Regions from separate parts of the Pan troglodytes genome. Here region 1 is linked to region 2. The links are chromatin contacts, called in public HiChIP or PLAC-seq maps. All regions are on one chromosome and are shown on one strand. Each heading gives the region's core, a stretch centred on a gene start, on an enhancer-like site or on the middle of the called end of the contact. The rest is flanking DNA. Distances are from core to core; before and after follow the strand shown. Region 1 holds the start of LOC746315. Region 2 holds the start of TCF12 (transcription factor 12).

Region 1 (3,344 bases), core at 358-2,857, 380 kb before region 2:
TCACCACCTTCTTGGCCTCTCCTGCTGGTCTGAGTGGTGGCCATCTTCAGATCTCCTTTGGCACCCAGTACCCCACATGTTTTAGGGATGAGGGAGAAGAAGCAGGGGGTGCCAGAGGTCAGCTTCAGCTCTTCCCGGCAGGGAATTGGAGCTCGAGACTGAAATGTATTTTGTTACTTTATTTATTCAGAGATGGAGTCTCGCTCTCTCACCCAGGCTGGAGTGCAATGGCGCAATCTTGGCTCACTGCAACCTCCGCCTCCGAGGCTCAAGCGATTCTCCTGCCTCAGCCTCCTGAGTAGGTGGGATTACAGGGGCCTGCCACCACGCCCAGCTACAATTTTTTTTTTTTTTTAATTTTCTAGGGGAGATGGGGTTTCGCCACGTTGGCCAGGCTGGTCTCAAACTCGTGACCTCAAGTAATCCGCCTGCCTCAGCCGCCCAAAGTGCTGGGATTGCAGGCATGAGCAGCCGAGTCTGGCCTATTTTGTTACTTTAACTTATTATGAAAGTTTCCTAATGCACATGAAAGTAGGTGAGAATCAAAATTAAACTTTCATGTATCTTCGTCTAGTTTCACTTATTATCAACATTCTGACATTCTCACTTTGTCTACCATGTACTTTCGGCTAGAATATTTAAAAAATAAATACCAGTATCATATGACTTACCTGTAAACACTTCAAAATATGAGCTTGAGATGTAGAATCACTGATTTTGGGGTTAAATGAACCTCAAAAGTCCTCCTGTGTTCAAATGGGCCTGGGCTTGGAAGCTCTGCAGTGGGTGCCTGGCTCTTGGAGACCCCGGCCACAGGGGGAGGGGGATACGTCGTGGATGCTGGAATCAGCTCTCTGCCTGGATCCTGGGAAAACGCCCCCTGGAGTGATTGGCTTAGTTCTTCTTGGGCCCATCACAGCTCATCCAAGTGATCCACTTGCTTCCTGTTCTCCAACTCCTCTGTCATGTGCAGCCATTTCATCTTCACACCACACCCTTGTGATTTAGGGAGTATCATCTCCATCATGCCTGTAATCCCAGCACTTTGGAAGGCCAAGGAGGGCAGGTCACGAGGTCAGGAGTTTGACACCAGCCTGACCAACATGGTGAAACCTCGTCCCTACTAAAAATACAAAAATTAGCTGGGAGTGGTGGCGGGCGCCTGTAATCCCAGCTACTCAGGAGGCTGAGGCATGAGAATTGCTTGAACCCAGGAGGCGGAGGTTGCAATGAGCCGAGATCACACTACTGCACTCCAGCCTGGGTGACAGAGGGAGACTCTGTCTCAAAAAAAAAAAAGAAAAAGAAAAGAAAATTTCCCCCACCCCTTACTATTTGCATATTACAAGCAAAGCAGTTTATGCTCGGAGAGGCTAAGTGACTTGCCCAGGGTTACCCAGGTAGTGGAGGGAGAAGCAGAATTCCCACCCAGCTCTGCTGAACTCCGATGCCCTAGCTTGCCTGGTGGCACCCACAACCGGCCCTCAGTGTCCACTTTAGCCTGGGCAAGAGAATGGTCCATAAACGACTTCCTGCCCAATGGTAAACAGTGGAAGGCAGGCTCCTGTGTTTCTCGTGGTTGGTGGTAAACGCTGCTTTTGCAAAGTGGCTTTTGGGGAGGAGAGGTTTTAGGAAGTGTGTTAAATGAGTGGGGAAGTGTTACTTGGGGGTTTCCCAGCACTCATCACGCACACTGCAGGGGCTGCCCTCCCCCGCAGCACACTGGGAGAGCCTGTCCTCCAGCGCTGCCCACGCCCGGCCGTGGGCCTCATTCCCCACTGGATCTCCTGTCTTTGATGTCAAATATACCCAATTCATCTCTTTCATATCACTACAAAGGAGCCTCCTAATTACTCTGTTTAGACAGCCTCTTCTCCAAATATTAAACATTTGGTCTTCCCAGGCCCCCCAAGCATTTAGTATCATCAAGGTTGTTGCGAAATCCACTTTTCCCCCAACTGGTGGGCAGATTCCTCTCTCTCTCCATTCCCAGCCTCCCTGGGCAGATCTGGACAAGTCATCCCACATATTCTTTTTCCAAGCAGGCTGCTCTTGGGACACAGCCCTTTTCTTCTGGTGAGAGGGTCGGAGCAGTGGGATGGACCTTGAGCGTTTTCTTCAATCTCAGCCCTGTTGGGAAGCCCTGGAGAAGCCTTGGGGAGACCCAAGGACTCAGGGGTGACCTGTCATGCCTGACGCAGGTATGTGGGGCATCTCCACCTTTGGTGGTGGCAGGCCCAGCACCAAGTCCAGAACGTTTGCTGGCTGGTGGGGAAACAGAGACTTCCTGGTTCCAGATCAGAAACTGCCTTGAGTAGCTGCATCTCTCCAGACACCAGATGCTCGGTACCTGCGGCTACGATAGCCTCTCCTCCTTCAAAAAAAAAAAAGCACTCTAATCCTGGAACCCGTCCCCATCCCGAACCTCCACGGCCTTGCCACCGCTTCCTTAGGTAGAGAAGTCGGCTCACATTTCTTCCTACTCAACAGCTGCTAGTGTTCGCCCTTCTAATGCCTCCCTCCTGGTCCCATGGGCCTTTGCCAGCTGATGTCACGGCACAGTGCTATGTCATGGGTCTGTGCTATGCTCCCTGTTCTGCTCTCTCTTCATGGTGTGGCTGGTCCCCAGAAGGACTCTGTGGCTTGGGACTGCTCCCCAGATGTCCCTCCTGTCTCCACATGGGCCTTGTTGCTCTGGCTGAGCAGAAAACAGCCTCCCCATTCCCCTGGCCCCACACCAAGGCGGGGGTCAAGGAAGGTTTCCAAAGGGACATTTGAGCAGAATCTTTTCCTTCTCTCCTTCCCTTTCTCCTTTCCCTGCCTTCCCATCTCCCTTCCTTCTTTCTTTCAACTTTTTATTACGAAAAACTTCATTTTCAAAAGTAAAGTGTATAATGAACCCCCATTTACCTATCTCACCCAGCATCAATGCTGATAGACCGGGCCAATCTTGTTTCCTCAAAACCCCCTAACCCCACTACCCACCCTCCAACACTGGATGGTATTGAAGCGGATTCCAGACAGCGATTGTATCATTCTCTCTGTAAACACTTCAGTGTGTATCTCTAACAGACAAGGACTTTTAGAAAAACATAACCACAGTATCACATCTAAAAGTATAAACAGTAGTCCAGTCAGTGTTCGAATTGTCTCATAACTGCACTTTTTAAAGTGGCTTGTTTGGATCAGGATGCTGAGCAGACAGACTTGAAGGGATTGAAGGGTGACATATTTTGGTGTGGGTGTGGGCTGGTGGTGGTGACGGGGAAGCACATTCTCACGATTCTTGGACACTTGATTGGCCTACTGCAGACAGCAGGGATTCCCTTTTTTTTTTTGTATTT
Region 2 (3,827 bases), core at 373-2,872:
AGTCCAGTAGGTCGCTCAGCTCCTTGTCGGTCCCTATAGCGGCCATGCGTTGTTGCTGGGGATTCATCTTCGGCCACTTCTAGCAGGTCCTAGGGCAGAGGAAACGGGCTCAGCGAGAGACCACCGAGGCCCAAAGTGTGTGAGGGCACAGAGAGAGGTACTGGGGAAGATTACGCAAGAGCGCTGGGGGCGCCGGGATGACTTCCAGGACCCCGACTCGCTCCCACCGCGGCGCGAGCAAGGGGCGGGAGGGCTCAGTGCCCGCGCCGGGTCCCGGAATCCACGCGTTCCTCGCCGCGGCCCGAGACCGACGCGGCGGCTCCCGCAACTCGCCGCCTCTCCCCCAAGTTTCCGAGCCAGTCTCTGCCACCTCCTCGGCGCCCCCTGCTCCGCGCCGCCGCCGGGTGCTCCGCGCGCCGGGCCCGGCCGCGACTGGGGTCTCGAGGAGCGGGGTGAGGGGCAATTCGGCGTCCAGCGAGCGGAGCGGCGGCGAGCGGAGATGCGAAGTGACTCACTCGCTCGGCAACAATAGAACTGACAAGTTGCAGGGAACGCGCCGCTCGCAGGCCCGCGTCTGCGGCCGCCGCCGCCCGGACGTCCCCGGCGGGCCCAGGGAGTCGGAAAGCACCCCCAGCTCATCCAAGGGGCGTTTTTAAACAGAAAACAGAAACCCCGACAACTAGTCTCGCTCTCGGCCGGCGTCCTCCTCCCCAGGCTCGGCCTCCTCCCACTTTTGCTGCCCTGCCCCGGACCTGCCGAACAATGAGCCTGGCTCCGCGGCCGAAGCCGCCCGATCTCCCGCGCGCCCCGGAGCCTGGGCGCCGGCCCGAGTCGGGCGCCGAACGGGGCGCACAGGCCGAGCGCGCCGCCAGCGGGCCTGAGCGCCCGCGACTCGAGCCTCCGCCCCCACTCCGCTCCCCAACTTGGAGGGGACCCCGGGTTTGGCGCTGTACAAAGGGGCGCGGAGTTGAGGCGGGGGACGGGGGCGCCCCCGCTCCGGCAGGGACGCGGCGGCGCCCCGCAGCCCCCGGCCCCGCCGCGCCGCCCCACTCCCGCTCGCTAGCCCGCAATTACCTGCCGCCCCGTCTCCGCATCCAACCACCCCGATTAAAGTTCACTTTGGCCGGGAGAACGGGCTTGGGCTTCCCCTTGCACCGCCCAGCGGCTCGGTTCACTTTGCCCCGCACGAGCTCTCGGGTCTGGGAGGGGGAGGCGGCTTTCGGGCCTGGCCGCCCCTTCCTCCCGGGGCGGGCTGTCGGTCCCCCCGAATAGAACTTGTGGGTCTCTTCAGGCGGACATTTTTTTCGCTGAGGCGGCCTCACCACCGCGCTCGGCTCGCCTCCGGATCCCTCCGCGCCGGGAAGAGCCGCGGGTTAACCCTTCCCTCCCCGACCCGCTCCGCCGCCTAGGAAGTGGGGCCGGCAGAGGGGGCGGGGAGGAGCTGGCGGGGACTGGGAGGAGCCGCACCGCGGCGGGTGGACAAAGCCCGCGGTCGGGTGAGGCGGGACGGAGTTGGGGCCGGTGGGGAGGGGCATGAGGCGCTCGCAGGCACCTCGAGAAGCAGGCCCCGACCGCTCGCCGACGAAGCCTCGTCCGGGCCTCCTGGGAGCGGGGTGGCAGGCACCGTGGCGCCTCCTCGCGTTGGTCTTGCTGGTTCTCGGCCCCCGAAGCGGAGCGACGGAGACACAGCTGTGGAAGCATCTGGATCCGCTGCCCAGGTCCCCGAGCTTCCCGGAACCCGAGGCCGCAGGACACTGAAGGCTGCCATTCCCGAGTAGGTCACGCTGGACGCCACCCTAAGCTGGGCCCAGAGGCTCCCGTCCAGGAGGGCTGCAGTCGGCGCAGACACCGCGCGTGTGGGGACGGGAGACCCATCCTCCTCGGCCGTTCCGAGAGTAGGCGCGGCCGGTCAGATTCGATGCAGAGCCGAATGCGGGAGAAAGGGCAAAACGTCCCTCAAACCAGACAAAGCCTTGTGAGCTTCAGGTTCTCAAATACCCCACTCACCCAGACCCCACATCTCCAATCACCCCCTCGCACCCAAATCCCATTCGGAGCCACCGAACTGCACGTGGGACTAGTTCTTGGGAATGGATCAAGCCAGTCTCTTCATCTAACGGAGACAGCCCTGGGTGGCTCTGTCACACAGCCACTGTCTTGTGCACAAGTTCTGAACTTGGCCTCAAAGAAGCCCCAGAGTAGAAAGAAGACAAAAGAAGCCCCAGTTCTTCGATTCTGGGCTAAAGTGAGATTTTCTTGAATGGCAGCCAGTGTTTTGCCTCTTAGGTAAGTGAGTGCAGTAAAGACCGGTAAGGCCCACGCAGAAGAAACACTGAGGAAAGAAGACACTTCCAAAGTAACAAATGGGAGGAAGCAGCCAACGCCCGAGGACAACATGGCAAGAAGGAGCCTTTGGATTCCGGACTGGGATGGAAAGAGAGGTAGATTCAGCTACCATATGCCATTACTGTAGTTAGTACAGTTGTCTCTATATCCGTGGGATTGGTTCGCAGACTCTGGATTTTCTAAGACGTTCAAGTCTCTTACATAAAAATGATGTATTTCCCCATATACTTTAAATCATCTCTAGATTACTTATAAAACCTAATACAATGCAAATGCTATGTGAATAGTTGTTAAGGTGTATTTAGGAAATAATCATCCAAAGAAATCTCTATATTTTCAGTACATTTTCAGGCTATATTTTAGGCTCTATATTTTCATGTATTTTCAGGCCTGGTAAGCCTAACTACATTTCTTGTTTTCAGTTGATTGAATCCCGGAATTTGGAAACCCCAGATACGGAGGGCGGACGGTACAACCGGAGCTGTCAGGTGGATTTCCAAGGCTTTGCATTGGCTGTACCTGAAACTTATGGTGGCCTAGACTCCCCAGTATCCACTCTTCCTTATCTTGGTAAACAAGCCCAGTTCTTAGTCACATCCCTGCTCTGCCTACTTACAGGGGCATGTGGTCCCAATCTAAGCAACGTAGCATAATTCCAACCTAAATCAGCAGAATCCCATTCCCTGCCACAGTTATTGGCTGGCAATGAGCGTAACATATTTGGGCCAATGAGGAGCAATTTCCTGGTCTTTGTTGGGAAAAGTTTTTCTTTCATTTTCTGAGAGCGCTTCAGAGGTAACCCATTCTTTCTGCATGTCCTCAAAAAAACGGGTCCCCTGGATGGTGGGTAGCCATCTTCCAAATACAAGTCTAGCCGGGTTAGAATAAAGAAGACATCAAGAAAACAAACATGCATAGAGATTTGATCTTTGGTGACTTTTTTTTTTTTTTTTTTTTTTGAGATGTAGTCTGGCTCTGTCACCAGGCTGGAGTGTGGTGGCAGGATCTCGGCTCACTGCAACCTCCGCCTCCCAGGTTCAAGCGATTCTCCTGCCTCAGCCTCCCAAATAGCAGGGATTACAGGTGCGTGCCACCATGCCCAACTAATTTTTTATTTTTTTAGTAGAGTCGTGGTTTCACCATGTTGGCCAGGCTGGTCTGGAATTCCTGACCTCAAGTGATCTGCCCTCCTCAGGCTCCCAAAGGGCTGGGATTACAGGCGTGAGCCACCGTGCCTGGCTTTGGTGACATTTTTGAGGCTCGGAATCAAGCAACTTCTGAATTCAGGTCTATCTTCACAGATTAGACCAATAGGATTCGAATTTTCTGTTGTCTGTAATCTAGTGTGGTCTACACAGTACCACCCCAATGACCATTTTTTTAGTAGCAAAGACATAAAGGTCAGGTAGGAAGTCTGATTAGATCATTTTTAAGGCCCCATTCCCATGTGTTTTAGTTCATTTTCTCCTACTGCTAACAGA

The links. HiChIP or PLAC-seq counts read pairs in DNA pulled down with a chosen protein or histone mark.
Region 1: a contact with region 2 is called in an H3K4me3 HiChIP or PLAC-seq map of stem cell-derived excitatory neurons, with 5 times the contacts expected there. The contact joins the promoter of LOC746315 here to the promoter of TCF12 in region 2. A contact is called at or near these places in 1 of 7 Hi-C or Micro-C datasets (stem cell-derived neural progenitor cells) and 1 of 1 datasets of contacts at active chromatin or transcription factors (stem cell-derived excitatory neurons).

The regions. Positions count from the first base shown.
Region 1 is chr16:49,310,079-49,313,422 of NHGRI_mPanTro3-v2.0_pri, reverse strand. LOC746315 reads right to left here and starts at 1,607. Exons shown (of 3, transcript XR_010151712.1): 1 at 672-1,607.
Region 2 is chr16:48,931,826-48,935,652 of NHGRI_mPanTro3-v2.0_pri, reverse strand. TCF12 (transcription factor 12) reads right to left here and starts at 1,622. Exons shown (of 20, transcript XM_016927652.4): 1 at 1,075-1,622; 2 at 1-89. The coding sequence starts at 67. LOC134808534 reads left to right here and starts at 2,303. Exons shown (of 4, transcript XM_063795048.1): 1 at 2,303-2,441; 2 at 2,769-2,916.